2 separate regions of the Mus musculus genome follow, and region 2 is linked to region 1. A link is a contact called in public HiChIP or PLAC-seq data. All regions are on one chromosome and are shown on one strand. The core of a region is the stretch at or near the end of the contact, and the rest is flanking DNA. Distances in the headings are between cores, read along the strand shown.

The links. HiChIP or PLAC-seq counts read pairs in DNA pulled down with a chosen protein or histone mark.
Region 2: a contact with region 1 is called in an H3K4me3 HiChIP or PLAC-seq map of embryonic stem cells, with 3 times the contacts expected there. The contact joins the promoter of Fermt1 here to the promoter of Chgb in region 1. A contact is called at or near these places in 3 of 39 promoter capture datasets (cranial neural crest, liver and stem cell-derived epiblast-like cells) and 1 of 115 datasets of contacts at active chromatin or transcription factors (embryonic stem cells).

What each region holds. Positions count from the first base shown.
Region 1 is chr2:132,777,884-132,784,883 of GRCm38.p6, reverse strand. Chgb (chromogranin B) reads right to left here and starts at 3,242. Exons shown (of 5, transcript NM_007694.5): 1 at 3,102-3,242. The coding sequence starts at 3,150.
Region 2 is chr2:132,940,627-132,947,581 of GRCm38.p6, reverse strand. Fermt1 (fermitin family member 1) reads left to right here and starts at 1,546. Exons shown (of 15, transcript NM_198029.2): 1 at 1,546-2,259; 2 at 5,477-5,645. The coding sequence starts at 5,495. Gm14102 (a long non-coding RNA gene) reads right to left here and starts at 1,830. Exons shown (of 3, transcript XR_001783483.1): 1 at 1,775-1,830.

The DNA.
Region 1 (7,000 bases), core at 1,993-4,492:
AATAACCTGGTGACCAGCATTTGCCGGTGCCACATCTTCCTTCTCCCAATGATTGCTGCTTTTGTTATTTTACCTTTCGCTTTCCCTTTGTTTAATCCTTTCTGCTAGAGAAGCTCAAAGCCTTTACAAACACTCTTATCTCTACAAACAATCATTATGCTAGGAAAAAAAAAAACTTAAAGAGGAGCGATTCCCTTGGTCCCCAGAATAGAAGACCTAGCTGGGGCAAGAGCAAAATTCTCGAGCATCAGACACTAAAGCTACTCAAAAGCTATTTATTTATAACGAGCACCCTAACCTTCCTTCCAAACCAAGCCTGTTCAAACACCTACTCACCCTACCTAACCCACTGCCTGTCAACCCAGAGGAAAAAAATACATGCGACTTGGAGCGAATGTCTCTCATTTGCTTACTTTACTAAACATCTACCCCAATTGTTTTCAGGGTCCCACTGTTACCCAGGTTTATTAGGGTCACTTAAAAATGTTTAAAAAGTGCTTGATAAGCTATGAAGAAAGACTCCGGTTCTTCCTCAGAGACAGGTCAAACAAAACCTGACTGGCCAACGGGGTTCTTATGCCTGGCTCTGGAGGTTCTGTGGTTTTTCCTTTTCTTTAGTGCTGCAGACTGAGCCCAGATCCTCACACATGGCAGGTGATCACTCCCTGACCGAGCCCCGGCCTAGGGCCAGTCTTTCATGGTCCAATGTCTGCTATTTTGAGAACACGCTCACTTTGGCGAGTCTCTTTTTCCACCTCAAATCTGTGAAATCCTCTGGAAAGAATAACTATGGAAGAATTACTCCCATAATGACTGAGAAGTCACCCTTTCCAAGTTCAACTTTCCAGACCTTCTGTAGCAGTGCAGATCCACATATATAGTTCTGCCTGTTGTTCTTTCCCAATATAAACTGGGTACTTTAACTACCCAGACTGCCAAACTATTAACCCTTGTCAGAGTTGATGGACAAGGGATGTCTCATTGTCCTAGACAATTAGCAGTTTACAAATTACTAGTATAGAGCATCCTCGTTTTCCCAAGGGAGACTCCTCAGACTCTTCTTAATCGAAAGGAACTAGGGTTTGCTTATGGAGCTGCGTTGTGAGCCTTGGTGAGAGTGCTAAGTAATATGTATTTCTTCCAATAGAATCTGTGAGAGCAAAGAAATGACTAAAGATGTATTAGGTACCCAAAACTGGTTTAGCTTATTTCTGTAGCAAATAAGAAATACATTTAATGCTTATGGAAAAGTAAAATAATCAAATGACAAAAAAAAATCAAATAGCAAATCTGAGAATAGCTCTTGAAGCATCAGCATCCATAAGACTATGAAGGTTTGATTCATGTGAAAATCACAGCTGCAAAGTAGGCTCAGCATGTTCTTTTGCTGGTAAACCATGGGCACCCCAAATTCCACCAAACTTGCGAGTCAAACAGGATCTGCATAGCAAAAATACCTTTATCTTTTATGTGATATGGATATGGATTTGGTTTATTCATATTAATTTTTAAGGTGCACAGTACTTACACAGACAGTTGTGGATCTCCTTCAAGAAGCTCGAAATGGTAGAAAATTAACCAGATGACTTCCTGGGGTCTCAACCATGATTTTACTAAGTAACAAACTACTGGAATCCCCTCATTGCCAGATTTGGGGAGGTGGAAATGAGGAGGTGAGTGCTAAGATACATGGTGTGTTTCTGGGGTGATGACCATGCCCTAAAATTGGTAGTGGAGATGGTTATAGTCAAAGTGAAGCAGTAGGCTGCACGATGAGTGAGTAGTTGCCTAAAACAGAAGAGATTTGCATAGCTTCGGTATTTTACTACTAAATATTCCTTCATAAGAGGTATGAAATGTTTAACCACCACCAAAAAGTTTAATTAACCAGTTAAACGATTTACAAAAGGCTTACTGTTTTGTAATCTAGAACAGAATGTACATTGTGTACAATGTATCATTGTGTCCTGTTCAGCAATATCTTTCCGAAATACTTTGGACTTGAAAATTTCTAAGTTGTTCAGTTTGTTTCCTTTTATCAAATTAAGAATATGATATTTATAAAAAATAGTTATTTATAAAAATGATTTTTAAAAATAAGAACATTATGAATGCAATAACATAAATTACCATTGGCTTTCATTTTGTCAAACATTGGATGAGAGATTCCTGTCAATCAAAGGCATATATATATATATATTATATATATATATATACATCTATATATTTCATATAGACATATGGATATCTCAATTCTAGTTAGAAATCTCAGTCTCAGAACAAAACACTTTTCCGAGGACATTCACAGAGACAAAGAGCTGCTAGTGTAATTTGGTGTTATACTTATTTTTCAGTCTCCCAACACAAACACATCTTTCAGGCTATTGGAGACCATTGAGTAAATTTAGAGTAGTTTGAGACTTAGCAACGCACTCATCCACACACAACCGTCAAATATTAACTACTTCTGCTTTCATTCTTCAAAATTGACTAAAACATTTATTTTGCTACTCCAAAGATAATTTCATGGGTGTAACACAGTCTTGTTATTTTTATTTCTGGAGCACAAAAGGAAAGAAATATCTAGTACAGCTTCCATTCATAAATTAACATGTGAATTACCTCTCTTTAGAAACATAAATACAAAGTGTAAATATGTTAACCCTGTAAACAGACACACGAAGACCTGCACACACATATATGACACGCTGAGGGAAATGCCTTAAATGCACTCAGATTTAGTTCTAACTCAGTGCCTTTATAATAATAGAGGAAACTCTGCAGGGGCCAACTGCGTGCATTCCCACCCCTCTGCGGTCACGGGGCTGTGAAAAGTCACACGGAGAGTCAGGCTACAAAGGCTCTCTCTAGCTCTGTATAGAGCCTGACATCTCTGCAGAGAACACAGAATGCGGCTTTGCTTCCAAGGGCTGCACAGCCCCGGCGGGGAAAGGAGGAAAAAGCTGGACAGCTCTTGCTTCTCCTACTCAAAGCCAGGCCAGGCAAGGCAAGGGATACAGGGAAGAGGAGAGGCGAGATAGAGGGTGAAACCCAGTGCCGCCAGCTCTAGGAGCTGTCCGGGGTGCTGAAATCCCACTCACCGGCCAGAGCCGCTGCGCCCAGGAGGCCGAGGAGCATAGCCGGCTGCATGGTGCCTCTCGCCAGCTGAGTGTAGGAGGAGCTCGGCGGGTGCGGGCTCCGCAGAGCAGCTGTGGCGCGGTGGGCGCAGGCCTGGCTCTTATGAAGGGCAGGCGGGGTGCAGTACCCGGGGGCGAGCGGCGGGCGGGGGCGCCCCTCGCTCAGCCCTGACGTCACGGAGCAGCCCCGAGGCGGCGCCAGCGGGCGGAAGCACAGCCAGTGTGTGCGGCCTTGCGCAGGGTCCCAGCAGGCACGGGCAGGGATGCGGGGACGCCAGGTGCTGTAGATCTCAGGCAAGAAGGGACAAGGGTCCGGCTCATATTGTCGCGCCTGCGCTCCAGCTCCTCCGCGCACACCTCCGATGCTGCAGTTTGGGGTTGTGGGATACTTGTGATTCTGAAGTGTGTAAATGACGGGGGTCAGCTTTCTGTATCCTCTGCCAAGCTGAAGAAAATCCTTGCTTGGAATAAATACACAGGCGGTTCTTAGACCTTAACAAGAGAGTAATGGCTGTAAACCTCAGTGTGCAACCATGAATGTGTAACCTGCTCTTGGTTGAGATGTTTGGTCAGTGTCTGTGTATCCCATCTATGGCACTTCTGTCTTCTGTTTATGGAATCTCCTACCCGACGTACTTATTCAGATGAACTTAAAAAATCAAACAGGCCAAAGGATACACTTCAAAATTCTCTCTCTCTTTTAACCTCAATTTTTTCCAAGTTCAGTTTTTTCTGTAACTACTTTCTGTGGCTTAGGCCTATTTTAGTTTGGAGCACACATAATTGGTGCTTTTCCTTTCGCTCTCCCCACCCCTCTCCCTCCCCCTCCCTTCCATTCCCATCTCCCTCTCCCTCCTCTCCCCTTCCCTCCTCGCCCCCTTCCTCTCCCCCTCTTTCTCTTGATTGGTCACTTACCCAGCTCTTCTGATAGACATTTATTTAAGCTGTCACCCTTTGGCCCTTAGTTACTCTTTTACAACAGGAGCATAGCTTGGGGTGAGGTAAGGAGTACATCCTTGAAAACCTGTTCTTCTTTGCTTGCTTTTAAATAGAGATAGAAACGCATTTTAAATTATGTGCGCAATGGAGATGATAGCATCTTCCAGGTTATTTTCAACATGGATTCTGTTAGCCTGATAAGGAATTGGGGGAAAAGCGCCAGGCAATCGTCCTGCCCAGAAGAGACACAATCTGCTCTGATAACAGATTTCGAGGACCAGTGAAACCTGACGTGAGATCTTTTTGGTCAGGTGATAAAAGTTTTCAGTTCCTTTTCCTGAAAAGAGTGAGGCTCAAATTCTCTTTGCACATGCTGAGAACATAGAAAGATGCCTCTCCCTGGAAGGTTATTTACCCAAACTGCAGCCTCAGAGCATATGTTTTTAATTTTTCATTTATGTTTTTCTACATTGCTGGAGAGAACACAGAGCCACGGGCATACCAGGAAAGCACTCTACCAGTCTCCTATATCATCAACCCCAGTCTTAAAAATGATAGTTCTGCGACAACTGGTAAAATTTGAAAAGGCATGTAGATTACATCCCTCTCTGGGAACTGCACACATGTGTAGGCAAAACACCCATCCACATAAAAGGAAATACATCTTTTCAAGTTTTAAAAAGAAGAAAGCAAAATATGAAAATGAACAAAGCCTATTGTCAGAGAAGGACTGGAAACTCTTGCCCACCTGGGCTACATATAACAAGCAGAGAATGTGTGAGAAGACACAGGATATTACACCAGAGAGGCCAGTGCTTTGTAAGCGACCTGCAAAGACTCACAGGCCTTATGGCCCAGTTCTTTTTGACTGGCTGCTCTCCTTAGTTCACTACCCTATTCCCATTTTCAGTAGTGACTCCTTTATAAACGTATTTAATTATGTATTCATTGAGATAGGGTCTCACTGTGTAGACCAGGCTGGCCTGGACTCACAGAAATCCACCTGCCTCTGCCTTCTGAGTTCTAGTTCTGCTTTTAGCCATGCATCACACTTCAATGAGTCACCCTGTGTTTGTTCCCCCAACCCCCACCACTATAATCTGTGCTTGTAACTGTGCTGGCATGTCTTTGCTGATTTCAGGGAGAGGTCCTTGGATAGTCAAAAAATGTCATTGTTTTTAGAAATGCATATTGAGGTTTCTAGTCTCAAAATTTGTGAGAAAGTATAAGGAAAAGAGAAAAAAGGAATCACTTTCATATCTTAAAAATTAATATACATACACATACACACACACACACACACATGCATACAATTGGTTTTTCCAGACAGGATTTCACTATGTACTCCTTGGTGTCCTGGAACTCTAACTCTCTCTCTTTCTCTCTCTTTCTCTCTCTTTCTCTTTCTCTCTCTCTCTCTCTCTCTCTCTCTCTCTCTCTCTCTCTCTCTCTCTCTCTCTGTAAAACAAGATGGCTACAAACTCACAGAGATACTTCTGGGTGCTGGAATCTAAGGTGTGTGCCATCACTACCACCTGGCTTGATTTTCTTTTTTAATTTAAAGATGGGGCTTTATTGTGTGTAGCCCTGACTAGCCTGAGACTATGTAAACCAGGGCAATCTAAAACCCACAGAGATCCTCCTGCCTCTGCCTCCTGAGTACTGGTGTTAAAGATGTGCACCACTATGCCTGGCTAAGTAAAGAAAAAATATATATAAACATTTGGGCAATTATGATGAACTGTATACTAAAATAGCATACCATTTTTGCATTTTTCTAAAGTCTGAAATTCTTTTAAAAAATCAAAAATGAATGTTTGAGGCCTAAAAGAAAACAGTGAACATTGGAAATAGGAGATTGTTTGGTGTGATGGCTCAGCATAAGTTGAGGCCAGCCTGGACTGCAATAGTGAATTCCAGGCTAGCCTAGGCCAAAATGAAAACAGCAAGAGAGGGGGGAAGGTACAGTCTACGAGAGAGGTTCTCCCTCTATTGTTGACATAACACAGGGTTAATGCCACTCTTTAAATATACCAGGTATTGGTAGTTATTTAAAGCTGCTCTCTCCTTGAAGTATTTATACACTGGTTTTCCAATACTTCCCCTCTCTTCTTTTTCCCTAGAAAACCATGGGATTAAACAATGTTAAAATCATCTTTTGGCTTCTCAGGTTGGCCTTGGGCTAAGTTGGCTGCTCATTAAGACAACCTTGGTGACCTTGGTGAAGGAAAGCTCTTTTCTTTCATGGCCAAGAGCCAGTCTCTACATTAAGTTTTAGATCTCTCTGTGCTTGGGTGAAGGATGCTGAGAGCGGACTGCCAGGATCTACATTGTTGTCATAGAAGAAAAAAAGGGCGAACACTGTGATGGTTTTTTTGTATATGCTTGGCCCAGGGAGTGGCACTATTAGGAGGTGTGGCCTTGTTGGAGTAGGTGTGTCACTATGGGTGTGAGCTTTAAGACCCTCATCCTCGATGCCTGGGAGCCGGTATTCTGCTAGCAGTCTTCAGATGAAGATGTAGAACTCTCAACCTCTCCTGCACCATGCCTGCCTGGATGTTGCCATGTTCCTGCCTTGATGATAATGTGCTGAACCTCTGAACCTGTAAGCCAGCCCAAATTAAATGTTGCCCTGATAATAATTGCCTTGGCCATGGTGTCTGTTCTCAGCAGTAGAACATTAACTAAGACAAACACTAAAGGGAACCATGGGAACTCTGAAGGGGGGGATATAAACACAGCTTTTAATGATATCGTGGCCCACCTATCCTGGGAATCCTGTTTTGAGATGGACCTTTCCTAACTCCCCTATAATTTCATCTTGAAAAATAACCCAGAGTTTGTATGTATGTGGATGTTTCTCTAGAGACTCCTGGGCCCTGATGCTTACTCTGTTTCAGGTCTCTTTACTCACTGACCCAGGA
Region 2 (6,955 bases), core at 297-2,796, 160 kb before region 1:
AAAACCACTATTCTCTGGTAAACCTTGCTACCAACCATATTTGAAGACTGAGTATTAAATTCATTTCTACTTCAAGATTCTGTCAACTTACAATGAGCTTTTGGAGATGTGATCCTATCAAAGTCGAGGAGCATCTGTATAAATTTTTAAAATAACAGCAAGGAGGACACCTAAAAGTTGCTGAATTCTTTAGTGCAATCCAAAGGGATTCTTTAATACAATTTTCTTTAGTATAGGTTTATTGCAATTTTCGGTGGGATGGGAAACCTGCACAGGTAGTAAAAGAGCCATTAATCTTCTAAGGTCACACTGCAGACCTTGAACCTGTACAGGCTCAGGTCTGATTGCCCAGGAGCAGAGTTCTCAGAAAGCAGGTCAGGAAAGGAATGCCGGCTGCCCAAAGTCAAAGCAGATTGACCTGGGAAAAGCAGAGTCAGGTGACAGCCCCATCCCTATGGCTAACTGTACTAAGAAACTTCCTCTGTTTTAGTTAGGGCCACGGTTGCTGTGATGAAACACCATTATCAAAAGCAAGTTGGGGAGGAAAGGGGTTATTTTGCTTACACTTCCATATCTACGTTCATAATCGGAGAACGTCAGGTCAGGAACACTACATTACCTCCCAGCACCTCACCTGGCCACTACCCCAACACTCCATCCTATCACCCCACCCCCACTCTTGGGCAGAAACCTAAAGCAGGGAGGCTCATCCTGTCTTCTTGTAGAACCCGGGACTATTAGCCCCGGGGTGGCCCCACACACAACGGGCTGGGGTGTCCCACATCAATCACTACTTAAGGAAATGCTCTACAGGTTTGCCTACAGCCAGATCTTACAGAGGCAATCTCATTAACGTCACCTCCTCCGATGACTCTAGCTTGCTGTCAAATTGACATAAAACTGGCAGTATTTACCCTAAATTCTTAATGATTTTATTAGTAAAATTTCTTCTGTGCATGCCGAGGAAGGAACTCAGGGACAGGTGCTCTGCCACGGAACCTAGCCCTCTGCCCTTAAGACCCTGCAATTGTTAATAAAGTTCAAATGATGTCTATTTATTTAGGGATTGGGGCTAGAATGTAGAGTGGTGTGTGTCCTGGAAAGCTCTATACCACCGAACTTTTAATTCAAATGTAAAATACTTGCAAGCCAAAACAGTTCCTAAATATTGTGATGTTCGAATAACAACAACAACAACAACAAAGATTTGGCTATAAATTTCGGGATATTTTCGATTTAAGAAGTTAACGGCAGAGTCACCTCATTGGTACACATACTGCGTACCATTGATGCGGCATGATGCATAAAGTTTCCCAAGGAGCGGCTGCCACCCAGCCTTCTACTTATTTCCAGTTAAAGAACTATTGTTTTCTTAACCACCGTATCCCCAGGGCCCTGCCCCAGGCCTGGCACAGTAAGCTTTCAACCTAATGTACGCTGTACAGGGGGAGGGGGGGAATTACCCAAAGTCTCCCACACTTCCTGGGCGGGCAGCTGTCTGGAGAATCTAACAGGAAAATAACAGATGACTGCCTGCGGTGAGCCACTCTAGGAGTGGTCCAGCCTTTGGCTTGGAGCTCAGTCTGATCAGAGGGGGCTTCCTCCTGCCAGACCTCACCTTTTTTGGAGGACTGACATCACCCTTTTACTCAGAGGTGAATCGCCTCTGTGCATGCCACCTGTCTGGTCAGGCTTGCTCCAGAACTCTGCATAGATAGACAGTTGCAGACAGGAAGGGATTCTCCCTGGCCCCGGGTATCAGTGACGAATTTACCTAAGAGGCAGAGAAAAAGGCTGGGCCTTGGGTCCTGGGCCAGTACCAGGGCTTCAGGGTACCCAGAACGTTGGCGGCGTCCAGGAAAGGCCATACAAAAGTGGAGGCGGGAGGGGAGGAGTGTGTTCCAGGCTGCTTGGCTCCTGTCTGGAGCAGCCCTGCGGCTCCCTTCAACCCTTATTGTATCTGCAGCCTTCTCCTACTCGGAGCGAGAGCAAGACCTAGCAGGCTGGGCTGGACGTGCCCCCACCTGCCCGCCGCGCTAGCCTGCGCCGCCAAGCTGTGGCCCCGGGACTCGGACCGTGCTTGGGTGCTGGGAGGAGGACTCCAGCAGCTCTACTGGCTGTCGCGAGGTCCCCGCAACATCACTGGACCCGCTGTACCTTGGTGCGGTCCCGCGAGACCCCTGCTCGCCCAAGGCGGCCTCTGGGGACGCAGCTGTCCACGTGCGAGCTGCAGACTGGACGCGGCAGGCTCCATAGCAGGTGAGCTCTCCCGCTGAGGATTGGGATTAGCCAGGCTGGAACTCTCACCGCGAAGACTTGGGACCTCTGCCCCCTTCTTTTCTGCAGCTCTGTGCAGTTAAACGGTTGTTGAATTGAAATAATTTTGTCTGGAGGTGATCACCTCGGGCCCAGGAATCTGATCGTGCACAGGAACGCTTTCGGTCGGCGCGGGCTGCTTTCATTAATGGGCAAAGGACAGGTGACTGGGCACCTAGAACCCTGCGACACCCTGCCAAACCGAGCGTCCGTGTTATATTCCGGACTTTTTTTTCTTTTTTCTTCCCCGCATTCTCTTTGAACCGGGGCGGAGCGACCTTCACCAGGGAAGGTAAATCCAAGGTGCCTTGTTGCCTCCTATTTCGGTCTCCATGGGTGAGCTTCCACCCAGCTGAAGTTTGCTCCACAAGTAACAACTTGTTGTTGAGGATGAGAACCTCAGGCCAAACTGAAGGCGCAGAGAGATAGGAAAGGAATGTGGGAAAACCAGCTCGTCTTCATTTTAGGAGGAATTTTCGTTGTAAGGGATCTGTCCATTTTCTATACAAATGGGTTAATCACTCCAATCAGGAAAACTAAGGACCCTGTGTCCTTTGTTTTAAAATTGACCCTGAAGGCCCAGAAAAATGAGCAAAACTAAATCATCTTTTTTAAAAAAATAAAGTTAGCTTTTTATGTGCAAAACATTATTTGAAACTCAGCCTCAAAAAAAAAAAAAAAGAAAGAAAGAAAGAAAAGAAAAGAAAAGAAAAGAAAAGAAAAGAAAAGAAAAGAAAAGAAGAGAGAAAAGAAATAGCATTTTGGACATTGCAAGGCTCTTCCGTGTCGAGTTGGCCCTGAAGAGGCTGTTTTTATTGTCTCTTCACTGCTGATCTGTTTGTAGAAATGATAGGTGTTGTTAAAAAGCTAGAATTCATTCGCGTGTTAAGAGTTTTCTCTTCTGTTGTTGCAAAATCACCAAGGACGTTTCTCAGAGTGATGTAAGTTTAGAGTAAGGGGGATGATTCCTGTTTGGGTCCCCCCACCGAACTTGATATGATTTGCCGTGAGGTATCCTACCTTCCCTCAACCCCAGTTTCCTCGTTTTAAAATGGGTGTTGGTGAGAGTGAAGGAGCTAATGCGCCATACAGAAATGCTGCAGGCTGATGAGGAGAGCAAGCATTCTGGCCAGTTCAATCAGTAACCGAAATCGGTCGTTCGGTCCTCCGGAGGACCTCTGTGTTGAAAGCCCCCCCCCCCCCCTGCATCCTTGCACTCGGGATACCTCTGGTTATAAAGCACTCCTGAGCTCTTGAATTTGATTCAAACACCTTAAATCTGTCCTGACCACGTTCAGATGTGCAGTAGTCGATCTTTGGATTTATGGTAGTCAATGTAGCTCACGCGTTTTTTGAAATTCACTTAGGGTTTACAGGTCTGTGAGGAACACGTGGTGGCGCAACATTGGTGGTTTAATCATCCATTGTTATGAAGGCAGTGCCCCTCATACACCATTACCACCCCAGCTTCAGATGAGTCTGCTAAATTGACGCAGACCCTGCCTCTACTTTTTCATCTGCCTGTTGTGACTGCAGAGTGTGAGCCACAGAAGCTGGCTGGGTCTCAGAGTGTGAGGCTGGCTGTCACGGTTAGGAGTGCTGTCTTGGGAATGTTAGCACAGTTGGTCCCTCGAGATAGACCTTATGAAGGTCTTCTTCTCATAAACTCTCTTTGCATAGGGACATGGAAAGCAGTCCTTACAGTCACTTAAGTGCCCCTATTTAAAAGCCTTTTAAAAGCTCAACTTAGCAACATCATTTGAGCCCACATCAAGTTTTGTTAAAGTTCTGTCTGCTTTGGATTCTGATTTTCCTAAAACCACCAGATCTTAACAGTCTGGGTTGTATTTGTTTTTGTTTGCTTGCTTTGCCTTTAGCACCTCCAGTTAGGAGAAAACTGGGTTTGAACTCCCTACCCTATCTTAAAATTTTGGCCAGTCACTCATATTTGGTTTTTGTTTGTTTGTTTTTGTTTTTTGGATTTTTTATCTTTTGCCAATGATGTATACAAAACCTTTGTAGAGCTAAGAGTGATGGCACATACCTGCCATGCCAGCCCTTGGGAGACTGAGGCAAGAAGATTGCAAGGTGGAGACAATAGAGTGACCTTGTCTCCAAAAGAAATCTTATCATGTGCTTTTAGAGTGACTTCCTTTGGATTGGAGCTATATAACTCAGTATTAAGATAATTTGACTAGAATGCACAAGGCCCTGGGTTAGACACCCTAATACTACAGAAATAAAAGAGCTTACGTAAATCAAACACACAGACACAGTAATGATTGTCATATGCCTATGCCATCATACACATTAAGATAAGATAATGACTGATATGCAGTTAGTTTGCTGAGTTTTTATTTTAGGGTTCTCATATGGAAGGTACCAATATTAATAGGAGGAATATAGTAACACTGATCTATGAGCGATGCTAAAGAGAGGATTTCAGTGGGAAGTGGCTTTAGTGGAAAGCTCCTTATAATAAATAGAGTGTACTGAGGTATATTTGCATACTATAAAATGTGTTGAACTGCTACATTAAATTCTGTACATTTTATCACACACAAGCTATATTTCAGTAAATATAGAAGTTACTTTAAGATCTCATGGAAGGTGGCCATGGTTTATTGTGTTTTGTCAAAATAGTTCAGAGAAATCAAGAAAAAAATAGTAGAAAGGAAAAACCAAAATTGATATGGGCAAGAAATGCATACCCCGGTAGAGAAAAGAAAATAACAGAACTTTAGATAGGTGCAATTATTTCTATAAGTCTTTTTATATATACAATTAGGATCCTAATTTAATATCTAGGTATCAGTAACCTTACAGAGTTCTTTGAACAAAAATCTAAAATAAAAATAAATAAATAAAAATATAAAAAGCGCCAGGCATAGTGGCGCACCTTTAATCCCAGCCCTCGGGAGGCAGAGGCAGGCGGATTTCTGAATTCGAGGCCAGCCTGGTCTACAAAGTGAGCTCCAGGACAGCCAGACAGCAAGGGCTATACAGAGAACTGCTGACTCAAAAAACATATATATAAAATCAGAATATATATATATATATATATATATATATGGAAAACAATGGCTTTTCTCGGAAGACCTGCCAGCACCTTCCACTATCCCCTGCCATTCTGATCTATGTTTGTCTTTTGTCCCTGAAGACATCTGCCTGGGCCACAATGTTGTCATCTGGTGACTTGACATCTGCATCCTGGGAGCTTGTGGTCCGAGTTGACCATGCAAATGGAGAGCAGCAGACAGAGATCACGCTGAGGGTGTCTGGGGACCTACATATCGGGGGAGTGATGCTCAAGCTCGTGGAACAGATGAGTACGTCATTCCTTCACCATGGTTTTCTGTGTTTGAACCCCTCTGTGTTACCTCCCCCTTCCATTACATTCGATGGCTGGCACGAGATTTCCTGACAGCCTGTTCCCCTTCCCCACCTCTAGTCTCTCTCAGGAAGAGAAAGAGGGAACCATGCAAGAGCTTTCAAACAAATCCAGCCACCTTTGTAAAAGCCCAAAATACAATGGTAAACTATATTAGAATGAGTGTGTGTGTGTGTGTGTGTGTGTGTGTGTGTGTGTGTGTGTGTGTGATATGTAATGCCATATTCCCATCAGACAGCATAGAGATCATAGGTGGCATGGCATTAACTACAGAGTCTATTCTTTGATAATTTCATGCTAAACTCAGCTTGCTGTTAGTGTGTCATTTCACACTTGTCCACCAACAAAAAGAAGTCTTCTTCCAGCCTTAGAGTTGGATGTTTTGTTTTTATTTCTTTGAGGCCTTGGATGCTGGCCTCTCATTTACCCTGAGACAAAGCTCTTTTCTAAGTGTGTCTTGAATGGAAGGCAGTTTTCATATGGAAAAGTGCACTTTGTCCATACGGTGCAGGTTAGTGAGTGTCCATACTCACATGACCATCATCCAAATCGAGATGGAACATCACCTGCTCCCTGTCTCAAGCCCACACTGCTGCCCACTCCCCATCGCTGCTTCACTAAGGGCAACCACCATCCTGGCCTCTCATTTTGATGTTTTTTTTACTTTCATATAAGTGGATATACACTTATATACATATAAGTATATACACTTATATACATATATGTATATACACTTATATACATATAAGTATATACACTTATATACATATACATATAAGTGGATATACACTTTTTTTTACTTTCATATAAGTGGATATACACTTACGTAGCTGCTTCCTTTGACTTAATTTTATGTTTAAAAGAAATCCATATTGTTGTGTATGGTTTAGGTTTATTTAATTGTGTTGCTAAATAATATTCAATTGTGTAAACCTGCCACAATTTATCTACTTATCCCTTGATGAACATTTGAGTTATTTCCATTTTCACTTCATATTGGTAGTAGAATATAATATCTCTTGATAAACATGTTTTTGAGCATTGGATTAGTTCATTTCTTTGTTGCTATAACAAAAATACCTGAGGCTGGGTGACTGTAAAGAAAAGAGGGTCATTTTGACACATGGTTCTGGCCAAAGGGCTAGGGACTACATCTGATGGCAGAAGACTGAAAGGCTCTCAAGACAGTATGAGGTATCTTATAGCAAGGAGTGGGGGAGTGAGGATGGGGTGGATATGTGCATGAGT